Linked DNA regions of Triticum aestivum: region 1 is linked to region 2. Evidence: chromatin contacts called from public Hi-C data. All regions are on one chromosome and are shown on one strand. The core of a region is the stretch at or near the end of the contact, and the rest is flanking DNA. Distances in the headings are between cores, read along the strand shown.

Region 1 (5,792 bases), core at 95-2,594, 400 kb before region 2:
GTGACTATTTTTTTCTTTTTCAGCTCCTCAACCTTCCCATCATCAGCTGAACCAATACACAGTGAACAGTTAATACTCAGGTAAAGTTCAGAGCAAATTAATTGACAAACAAACCTTCTGCTACTTCCTTCTTGTCTTGAATACCACAATCCACAACAGAAGTAGCAGGGCTGGAGAGCAACCTCTGTAGAACATCCTTCTTGCCCCCATTAGTATTGAGCCCCCGTGCCTTGGCCAAAGCCTGCAGCTCACGATAGCCCATGCTCTGTAGCTTTGCCACATCCAAAATGTCATTTTCCTCCTCATTTTCACCTTCACCATGCCTTTTCCTCTTCCTTTTGCTCTTGCTTTCTGCTTCGCCATCCATAACCACACCGTCTATGCCATCTACATTACATATCTCAGCTGCAGAAGCCGCCTCCTTCTCTTCCTCACGGATTGCAACGTCCAGCCTTAGCACCTAGTGGAAAAGGAATTGCAGGACGTAAGTCACAACGACAATCCCCATATGTCTCAATGTTTGTAAGCACAAAGATACACATCACAAGAGAGAAGCGGGTGTGGGCATATATACACATATGCACAAGCACATGGTGCGCACATTCAGCAACTTAACTGTGCACACAACAGCAAATGCTGGCCAGCGGATTGCAGCTAGATGACGCAAAAAGACAGAGCAGGAAATCCGATAATTCAGAGAGATTTGCTGCTCCTGTCCGTGACTCTGCTACCGGTGCCGTCGAGGCAAAATTCAGAGAAAAGGAGCGCGAACAGCCCGTGACCGCTTCTACCGCCTGTGCGCGCGCGCGCTCAGCCAGCCACAGCCCGTGCCTGCCACACGCGACCTTAGGCCGCCACCGCCGCTCGTCCTTGACCCCCGACCCCCAACCCCGCGCTCCGTCAGCCCGCCGAGCCGCGCACGCCCCACAGCGGCCATCGCGCCCCGCTACGCCTCCGCCGCCCGGAGAGAGACACGAGACACAATAGATTGGATGGGTGCGGCGAGAGGGGGGATGGGGCGGCGGCGTGGGTGTGAGAGAGGAACCCTAGCGTGAGCCGCGAGACAGCACCCGGTCGGTCCGTTCGTGGCTGCTAGGGAAGTTCTCGAGAAGGGAATGCGGCTCACCAGCGCCGGCTTGGTGCCGGAGGCGTCGAGGCCGCGGCGCTGCAGCTCGGCGCGGAGCTCCTCCACCCGCAGCTTCGCCGACATCTCTCGCCTTCGCCTTCGCGTCCGATCCCCTCGGCCTCCTCGTGTTCCTGGAAGATGTTTGGAAGGGAATGGGGAGGGGGGGAGGAGGAGTTATCGAAATTTTGGGTGGGTGGGCTGGGGTTTTGCGGTTCCGGTGTGGGGTTTCTTCCGGGAGAAGGGGGGCGGAGGGTCGGAGTCTTCCTCGAGAAGGAAGGGGGGTGGAGAGCACGAAGAATTTTGGAAAAAGCGACGCGGAGCGGGAATTGGAAATATTAATTGGAAATATTATACGTACTGCTCCTTTTTTTATTTTTTAACAACGAAAATATTATGGAAAATGTTTGTTTTAAACCGGATGAAAACAGCGTCGACACGCGTTCCAGCTGGGCCCTACGCGCCGACGCGTTCCAGCTGGGCCCTACGCGCCACTTATTTCTCTGAGTAAATTACATAGAAGTACCACAATTGAGGCATTGGAAACAGATTGATATCAAGATTGGTAACTTTTAAGTGTGAGTATCAACTTTGAGGCGAGACGTTGCAAAAGAGGCTAAAATGTTGTTTATACGTATTGACAGGGAAACTGACCAGTTGGGCCCGCCCGTCAGGTGCCACTGTTGGCCGGTTGGCGCGTGCCCGCGCGCTGACTCGGACAAGGCTGAGTCGCACCGTTTAGTCGCGGCCCGAGCCTCCGTCTCTGTCTCCGTCGTGCCCGTCGCCACCACCGACCGCCCGCGCCGCCGTGAGCTTGAGGTCCGCTCCTCCACGACCGCGGCCCCGCTCCGGCCCCACACGCGCACCTTCCCCACCCTGGCCCGCCCCGCCGCGCCCGCCTCGCGCTCCTCCATCCGCTTCAGCCGCGGCGCCAACTCCTCCCCTGCCTCCTCCATCGACGCCGCAGCCTCCTCCGCCTTCGCCGTCGCGGCTATCCTCATGCCCCGCCTCCTCTCCCCTTCCGCCGCCGCCTCCTCCTCATCCCCTTCCCCCTCCCCGTCAGCCCCCGTGTCCTGCCCCGCCACCGTCTCGGCGCCCCGCGCTGGCGCCCCGGTGGCCGTGGAGCTGCCGTGTGGGATGGCCGTTGGCTCGCGCATCACGGTGATGGCCCGGCCAACGAGGAGGGACGGGGCGGCGTCGTGGCAGTTCATGGTGGAGCTGCTCGGCACCAAGGCCGTCCAGGGGGAGGAGCCGCCCAGGATCAGAGGCGACTTCAGCGGCCGCCCCGTCATTGAGCTCAACACCTGCTACCGCATGTAGTGGGCGCTGCCGCAGCGCTGCGTGGCACGAGCATGTCGTGGAGCTTCAACCGGCATCTGCGACATGCATACTTCTTAGAACAATTAGACTTGCAGGTGGAATCGACAATGCACAGGAGCAGCTCTGAACACACAAAATGATTTACTCGAAACATCTAATATGTATATATAAGAACAACCGGTATACAAGTGAGATCAGCAAAGCTGTTAGTTCCTAGATCAAAAACAATTGACACATGTACATGGTGTCAGCATCTAGCTAGTGTCAGAATCAGCAGCTGAATTAACCAGCCACTGACCAAAAGAATGAGCGAATTACGCAAGCTAACTATCCAGAGGGCCTCCAAATCAAGATCAAACTCGAACTCATCCTTGCTGTTTGATTCTCCAGAGAGCCGGGTGTTGCTTTTCAACTACCAAGCAATCTCATTGTCATCTGGCGTTGCAGCATTGAGCGCTCCCTGACTGCAGCTTCCTCCAGAGGCAGATCATGTGTTGCGGCGACTGGTAGTGTGCGGTGTAGTTACCGTCGAAGCAGCCGGCCTGGAAGAACTTGACGTCGTGCGAATACTCCACCGGCTGGCGAGTCTTGTCGAACTTCTGAACCCACAATCAGGGGAAAGCACATCCGTTTGTTAGCCTATAGACACACTGACACAAATGCTTCGATATTTACTTACTGACTGACAAAGATGGTGGTAATGACTTACTCTCCGTTTCTGGTTGTCAAACTTAGATACGATGTACTCAGCGCTGATGAAATAACATAGCCCGGTCCGTTTGCGTAAGGTGGGTATACTTCTTCTTCCCATTCCTGAAGAGCAGCAGTAAAATTACATCACACTCATGTATGCTGGGTGAAATATATCACTACCAGTACCAGAACTTTGTCAGAAAGATGATACTCTATTCTTTTCTAAAATAAATATGATACTCTAATACCACTAGTAGGCATGATAAACATAACACCCTGTGTTTAGAAGACGATCATTGGATTTGCAATCATAATCATAGTTCCAGCTGGAGTTAAACCCATGCTTGCTTTAGGAAAGGCAGAGGCTAGCATGAACGCACTAAAACATGAGACTGGAAAGGGGAACTAATAGATATGACCCGTTAAACACGTACTAGTTTTTCTTACTCCATACCCAGCAATGGAAATAGTCTTTAAAACAACGAGGTCATAGCTATCCATGAAAGGGACCAGAACAATGTCACCAAAGAACTCTGCCTCCTTCTTCAGCTCCTCGTTGGCCTCTTTTTCCCATTTTGTAAAGAAGTCTTCTATTAGAGTTTGCAAAGTCAGCAAAATAACTTCAAAGTTGTAGCAATCATCCACAGGTACTTACCAGAGCGACGAAGAACCGGCCAACACTGTTAGATGATTTCCTTGTAGCAATCATCCATGACTTGCGGACAGCCATCCGCTCGGCGAAATGGTTGGCTGCAGAAAGGATGCCAATGAACAGCTCGTCAGGTTCAGTCGGCAGAGGTGAGGCCTTCCACTGTTCAGACATTCCCGAGTCCATTTCTCACACTTGACTGGTTCAGCCGGCAAAGGTGAGGCCATCAACTGAAATTGGAACCAATAGCAAGCAAACTCACTGATGAAATTTGTGTTGGTTTTAACGAACAAATAGCTTCAAAATTGAGATACTACTATTAAATTTCTTAGAGAACGGCAAGGAAAAAGCTAGATTGAACTGTGGAATCAAAGGAGCTCACCTCTATCCTCGTCAGGGCCGGGACGTCGGGCCCTCGCAGCGCTGCGGCAGCGCCCACTGCATGCGATAGCAGGTGTTGAGCTCGATGACGGGGCAGCCGGTGAAGTCGCCTCTGATCCTGGGCGGCTCCTCCCCCTGGACGGCCTTGGTGCCGAGCAGCTCCACCATGAACTGCGGCGACGCCGTCTCGTCCCTCCTCGTTGGCCGGGCCACCACCGTGACGCGCGAGCCGGCGGCCATCCCGCATGGCAGCTCCACGGCCACCGGGGCGCCAGCGCGGGGAGCCGAGACGGTGGCGGGGCAGGACGCAGGGGCTGACGGGGAGGGGGAGGGGGAGGGGATGATGAGGAGGAGGCGGCGGAAGGGGAGAGGAGGTGAGGCAGGAGGTAGCCGTGGCGGCAAAGGCGTAGGAAGCTGCGGCGTCGATGGAGGAGGCGGAGGAGGAGTTGGTGCCGCGGCAGAAGCGGATGGAGGAGAGCGCGAGGCGGGCGCAGCGGGGCGGGTCGGGGCGGGTCGGGGTCAGGAAGGTGCGCGTGTGGGGCCGGAGCAGGGCCGCGGTCGTGGAGGAGCGGGCCTCGAGCTCACGGCGGCGCGGGCGGTCGGCGGTGGCGACGGGCACGACGGAGACGGAGACGGAGGCTCGGGCTGCAACTAAACGGTGCGACCCAGCCTTGTCCGAGTCAGCATGCGGGCACGCGCCAACTAGCCAGCGTGGCACCTGACGGGCGGACCTAACCGGTCAGTTTCCCTGTCAATACGTATAAACAACACTTTTAGCCTCTTTTGCAAGGCCTCGCCTCAAAATTGGTACTGACACGTAAAAATTACCAATCTTGGTACCAATCTGCTTTCAATGCCTCAATTGTGGTACTTCTGTGCAATTTACTTTATTCCTCGCCCTTATCCCCACAGCCGCACATTTCCTCTCCTATGCCCATCGTCTTCCTCGCTCCATTTTCCCTTCCGGCAGACCTCTCCTCTCCCTTTCCTTCTCCTTCCTTCAGACCAGGATCAACGCCGGCAAGCTCATGGCCACCGCTACCGCCAGCTTCTGCTTCTCGTTGGTGTGCACCGCTGTTGCAATGTCTGCAAGCCGACGGCCACCGTTGCTCCTACCTGCTGCTACATAGCAAAAGGACAGCCTCCCCTCGCCTGCACAGGCAACGACGGCTACTTGAGGTGTTGCAAGGGTGTTGCCACGACGAAGCCGACGATCGAGGCCGCAGCGGGGGTTGCGCTCGCGTACCAGTTCCTGTGACTCCCGGTGCTACGATGCAGCGGTTTGCTGGCGGAGCTGCTGCTACAAGGGGCGCTGCTGCGAGATCCCGCGGGGCTGCATGGAAGCGGCCGCCGGAGCTGCAGGCGACCACGGTGCGTGGCGGTCGCCACTCGCCACACATGCTATTACAACGGGAGGCTGAGGAGAGGAGCTGCACAACATCGGGTCGCCGGTGTTGTCGCGACAGAGGACCACTGGCGCTCTGTCGTGCTTCAAGCGAGTGGCGAGGTGCTGCAGTTGGGGGCTCGTCGGTTTTCTCAATGAAGCATCGCCGGAGTTGCAACGTAGCATTGCCGGGGGACATCCGGTGCTGTGATTCAACATCCCCGGGACCACCGGAGTTGCAA
Region 2 (6,090 bases), core at 51-2,550:
TCTAAGATTAGAAAATTATTAAGGTCAGAAAGAGTACCTGGAAAGCCTTGCTGACATTCCTGACCCCTTGGTTATCAACTCTGTTGAGGTCCCCGGTAATGGTTGAGCGCGCGGTTGCGCAATAGATAATCTTGCTGCAACCTGACACGGCCGATTGCACAGCCAAAGGATCACCAACATCGCCAACAGCGATGTCCACCGACCTGGGAAGCATGTCGATCACCTCGGGGTCGTCCCTTCTAACTAGAGCCTGTTACACAATGGTAAATTTATGTCTGAATTTCCCTAGTTTACCACAAATCAGTACGTTATGAGCTCAATGAGCACCGTTGCCAGTTTGCCACTTGTTGTATCTAATCAGTATGATTATCCTAGTGGTGAACAAACATGATGGTGAACATGAAAGAGAGTGGAAGAGGAGAGAGTGAAGTGCGCGCGCGCGGGGGGGAAGGAGTACCTTGACATTGTAGCCTCGGAGCATGAGCTTGCGGACGACGATGCGGCCGATGCGGCTGGTGGCGCCGACGACGAGGACGGTGGTGTCCTGGGCGCCGGGGACGGTGAACTCGCACATGGGCCCGCCGCGGCTGAGCACGGCCTGCTCCGCCTCGGCGAGCGCCTCGGTGGCGGAGGCGCTGGACATCTGGCCCAGGCGCGAGAACTTGCGCCACACCTCGTCGAACAGCTGCCGCGAGCGCCGGCCCAGCCCCACGGGGCTCACGGCCATGACCTCGTCCAGGTCCAGCGAGGCCGCCCGGCTCTCCTCCTCCGCCTTCTTCTTCTTGGCGGCCGCCGCCTCCTCCTCGGCCTTCCTCCTGGCCTCCTCCTCCTCCGCCTCCTGCTGCTGCGCGGCGGCCGACCTCTTGCCCTTCCGGGCCCGGCGCTTCTTCCGCGTCGACAGCGTCGCGTCCGCGCCGTTGGCGGCGCCGAGGACGCCCCCCTCGTCGTCCACGTCCTGGTCCTGGCCCGGCTCGGACGCCACCGCGGCCGCCGGCGTGGGCTTGGCCGCGAAGCAGCACGCGCTGCCGTGGTACCGCGGCCTGGGCGCGGCGGCGCGGGACGGGGACGCGCAGTGGGTGCCGTGGAACGAGGCGATGATCGTCGCCGCCCCCGCCGCGCCCGGAGGCGACACGGCAGCGACCATGGCCGCCGGCGACGGTTAGCTCGAGCCTTGGACGAGGAGCGGCAGCAGAAGCTCTGCTCTCTCGTGTTCGTAAAAAATTTCGTTCACGGTATATTCCGCGACCACTCCCGGGCCGCGCAGGCAGATAAAGCGGGGCAGGGGAGGCAGCGGCCTGAGTGGCGCTCCCGCCCCGGGCGCCATTTGTGGCTGCGGTTGCGGGCGAGCACCGGTGGGGCCCACGGCGCAGAGACGGAGGTCGTGCGCATGGGCGCGCGGCGAGTGTCGCCGTCGCGGGTGGGTGACTGGCGCCCACGCTCTGCTAGTAGTAATTCATACTACTGGATAGGGGGGAGGCGTGGCCGCGTGGTGGCGGGTGGCATGCCGCGGCGACGTGGCTATGCCGAGTTCACTTGCCCCCATGCCGCCTCTTCCGTTCCGTGCGGGACTAGTGTATTTCTCAGCCAGATGAGGCCAGATCAGTCAGCCATCCAAGCCCAACAGGATGGCGTGGACACGCCCAAAGCCTCCATGGATCTGGATAATCCTGACCGGGCTCGGGAAACTCCGTCACAAATAGAGATGCAAAGTACACTAGTACTACGCAACAAGCAGGGCAGGAACCGGAGAGCAGGGACATGCGATGCCACAATTCAGTCAGACATTCTTTGTACTGTATGTATATATAAAGATCCATCCTACACAGATTGCAAAATGTAGGGGCTGCAACTGATAATAAATAATAAATGAAATAACCGATATCAACCATGTTCTGTTCTGTTTTGTTTTCTACAGGTGCTCTCTGAGCTGAGACAACAACAAAGAAAGAACAACTATGACTGGTGTTTTGCACCCTTTGACGCCAAGTATGCCCTATTTTGCACATGTATAATAAGGAGCCATCCAAAATCCTATTGTACATGAGCAGGCTACAGAACAAGACCGGCACAACGATTACAGTATAAGTCACCGACGGCAAGAACATCGATCGGTGTGCTGAGACAATTGTCAGCATGGGTTCTGGGACCGAGATGTTCCATCTCCAGTATAACTGATCTTTCTCTCAAGTTGGCCCGTACAGAGCTTGTCCTTCGGGCTTGAGACGCCATATGTACTTTTTTGCTGTCTTTCTTTCTATAACAGTATACCTGTGTGTATACCTGGCTTCACTAACTCCTGGCAACTTCTGCGGCTCTCTGCCTCATCATCTCGTTCACGGCGGCCCTCCTCCTGGATTCGGACTGCTGCTGCGTCCACCTTAGATGGGCTTTGAGATCCCTGTGTTGTTCAGGCAACGCGATATTACTCGTCTATTCCGAGAGGCAATGGCTCAAACACTACGTATGTAAGTACATACAGGGGGTGGTGCGAGCGGGAGGGGTGTTAATTACCTGCATCTAGGTATGGTACACTTTGATTCTTTGCAAGTTCGGGCATGGAGCTGAAGCAGCGACCACGTCCTTTGGCAAAGTGAACAGCCTCCGGCTGCCCGTTTCTGGCACCTCGTTGCATGACCAAAGAGTCCCTTAAGTCTTCGGCAATCAGGATACTGGCAACCAGCGGTGCGACATTTATGCGCATGGACCAAAAGGTCAAGCATTCGCCGTGCCTGCACAGCCACACAAGAATCATCGTAGATTAGTTTTAAGATCGATTCCTTAGCATATACTAGTTCATAGATAACCTAGTCCATAGAGTAAACCATAAATCACAACCACAGCACCAGCAATACACAAGTTGCTCAAGGCAGAAAGGATAACATATGGTATACAAAACTGACAGCACACTAAGTGGACAAATATGGTTTTCAAGGGAATAAGTGGACTAGTATGGGCATTAGACTTAACAGTGCAAAAACAAGAAAAATGTATGGAGTGTTACCAAATTAAAAGGCAGCATACAAAAATTGTATGTGTTGCGATATATTTTTCTGCATATAACTTTCACAGAATATAAATTACCTGCTGAATGCGCATCTGGCGAGCTTCTTTATTTTGAGCATTACGGTCTACACATGGGTGATTTGTTAACTTGTGACGATGGTTGGCACCTCCGTCTTTATTGTAACATCCTGCGCACACATCAAAGTCTGGGCATTCTTCACATCGCCACCCTTGACCAGCCTCAATATCGTTATTGCAGATATTGCATGTGGTAACAAAGGCTGGTGCAGTTGGATTATGAAGGTGGTATAACACCATCATTGAGGAGTGTTTTGCACGGCGAAGTGTGTCATATTGATAGTGATTTCCTTGACAAAGACTCAGGAATGCCTGTCTGGTATCGAAAAACTCACACTCTAAGACATCATCTCTGTCCTTTGTATCTTCAGGCACCCCAACAATGTCAACCTAAGAAAGAATATTACATAAAAATAAAAATTGGGGCAATTTGCATTGTTGCTTCACTTATATTTGATGAGTGAAAAACTAGAGTAAAAAGTAAGTTTTCCAGAACTTACTGGATGCAGCACATGCAAATCTCTACTATTACTCGGGTGCCTCTCCTTTTCTTCAAGCCGTTGCTCTGAATCATAACAACTGCAATAACAAACTCATCAGTAACAGAAACAAGGGTAACAGCCAATATTAGACTAGCTGCAAGCAGATTTTAGAGCAATTTATCCATTTATGAAGTTGCGTAGAGATTAGGGAACCATAGTCACAGATCACGAGGATCACATATAGTTACAAAGATACTACTACCTACACACACACACACACACTTGTCAAATGTGGCATGACTGGTTGTGCTTTCAAGTTGCAGCATATATATAGACCTCAACAATCATGTGCATATATATCAAACAGATGTGCCATTTATTGGGTCCATCACACGAAAGTAACATATGCAATGAAAGCAACTTTACCTGTCACAAATATAAAAACTTTTACACTGGTGGCAGACCCAGCGTTTTCCAGCTACCATAAGAGTAGAGCAGTGACTGCAAGAATGCTGCAAATGGACCATGATGAAATCTTCCTTCATTGGGTAAATGGTTTCTCCAAGCTGCACAGCATCAACTAGATGGCTAAGAATAACATGTGACACGACTGAACTGATACATTTTTGGTGCATCAAGAAAATAGTGCATTATATAAAACTATACCTTTTGCATCAGGATAGCATCCTTTGAAGCATTCCCACTTAGATCAGTCTGGCCAGCAGCTCTCAAAGCTCTTTTTGTGATAGTCTTCTTTAGTTTCCCCTTCTTCTGCAACTTTCTATCATCTTCTTCTAGGAAAAGCTGGTTGATCATATCTTCTGCAGCTCCTGGCCAATAATCTCCATCAAAATAGGGCAAGCGAGCTGCAGTTACTTTGGCCTTGCATTCTTTTGTAGTGATAAAAAAGTGATCATAGAGATTTGTCAACTCGACAACAATACGCTCCTTGACAGCTTTTCGAAGCATAGATAAGTACCTGTGAAGGAATTATTAGTCATATAGGACAGGAATCACAGATGCCACATAAGGTATTCATTATTTTGTAATGCAAAACAATATTTATGAGCATATAATAACATAAATGCCCATCTAGTGTCTTACCATTCGCGCAGCTTATCAGATTTTGGTGTCTTCTGAATCTCTGGATGGCAATATAGAATGTAATCTTCACCCTTCAAAGGTGGGCAAGCCCATATGTAACAGCTAGTGAATCCGCGCTGCTTACAATACTCAAGATAACCGATCTGTATGAGTATAAAAGTAATGTTATACTGAGAGCAAAAAATATTCGAACATAACAAAACTGAAGTTTGAGTAAATGGTGGATTTAGGAAACCGTTCACACTCTGCTTGACATACCTAAGCTTTCTAAAAATTAGGAAAAGGAAACTAACTAGAATAGTGAATTACCAGAATTTCATGATAGACATATGTCCGCAAGGCCTCCCCAGACACTGTTTTTACGTCAGGTCTAAAGAATTTGACAGAATCAAGATATGACAGATAAACCCGGCGTTGATTTGGGTCTGCACATTCTGCACCAAATTCTTGAACATACATGCTAAACAGGCACACTTCGACACCTTCTATTTTCTGAAATAAGACAATAGCCTGCAAATATTTGGCAGTACTAATGAGAGGATGAATTTAAAAAAATTCTGACAGAAAGAAAACCCAGAATTGCCAAATATCAACATCAACTGATTTTATACTTCAAATGACTGCATTGTTTTCTTACCTTGGATTTGTAAGGGAATTCTGCTGGGTACTTCTCTTCTTGAAAGATCTCAAGAAAACGTGGTTTAACTTCTAATTTCTTGTCCACCGATGAAACAACTCTGACCACAAGTCCATCGGCTCCAGAAACCTGATAAGTAAGAAAAACATTAGGAGAAAATCAGCAAAAAAGAAATCTCACTTAGAGATTAGAGGCTGAAAAAATAGACTGGTGAATATAATAGTGGCATATAATCTATTACAGGACAAAATTGCCCAGAAGTATACTTGAAGCAGTGCTGATAATGCATAACCTAGCACACTGAGTTAAGATTGTATCACGAGGGCATGTCTGCTGTGTTTTGCTTTGGCATGAGGGCAGTCATCTTATCATCAGATTAAAAAGGACAATCAAGCATCAGTAGCACGCATCACATAGGGAAAGGGAGACTGTCACGATGGATTCTCCACTCGTAAGCTAAGTAACAGCACAAGATAAAACCAGTCGGCTAAGCTCTCAGTCTGCTTGCTACGCAAACTTACTATCCTGACCCCTTTATATATGTGGTTCTGCACTGTGGTAATAAAACGGTGCTGCATTTTTTTACAGGTTTTTAACCAAGCTAATATGATTAGGCTTGATATGCGCCCAAGTCTCTTAACTTGGCCATAGGGATATGAGGATATTGATGCTAACCTCATAAGGACAGATAACTAACATAGCTAGCATTTGGCAATGAAGGTGCTTTCCAAAAGAACTACCACCCTGGAATAAGATTTTTCTACAGTTGCCTCGTTGTATCTCAAT

Evidence for each region. A called contact is a pair of places that touch in the nucleus more often than the background predicts.
Region 1: a Hi-C map of leaf shows a contact between it and region 2, with 5 times the contacts expected there. The contact joins the promoter of LOC123148594 here to the promoter of LOC123148589 in region 2. A contact is called at or near these places in 2 of 5 Hi-C or Micro-C datasets (both in leaf).

What each region holds. Positions count from the first base shown.
Region 1 is chr7A:609,914,292-609,920,083 of IWGSC CS RefSeq v2.1, reverse strand. It overlaps LOC123148594 (poly [ADP-ribose] polymerase 2-A), which reads right to left and starts at 1,344. Exons shown (of 19, transcript XM_044568059.1): 1 at 1,127-1,344; 2 at 115-460; 3 at 1-46. The coding sequence starts at 1,210. It also overlaps the pseudogene LOC123153563.
Region 2 is chr7A:609,509,568-609,515,657 of IWGSC CS RefSeq v2.1, reverse strand. It overlaps LOC123148589 (protein HIGH CHLOROPHYLL FLUORESCENCE PHENOTYPE 173, chloroplastic), which reads right to left and starts at 1,300. Exons shown (of 13, transcript XM_044568045.1): 1 at 458-1,300; 2 at 38-250. The coding sequence starts at 1,144. It overlaps LOC123148588 (probable histone acetyltransferase HAC-like 1), which reads right to left. Exons shown (of 18, transcript XM_044568043.1): 10 at 5,305-5,433; 11 at 4,977-5,177; 12 at 4,668-4,810; 13 at 4,230-4,542; 14 at 3,990-4,129; 15 at 3,582-3,660; 16 at 3,082-3,471; 17 at 2,512-2,729; 18 at 1,838-2,398. The coding sequence ends at 2,290.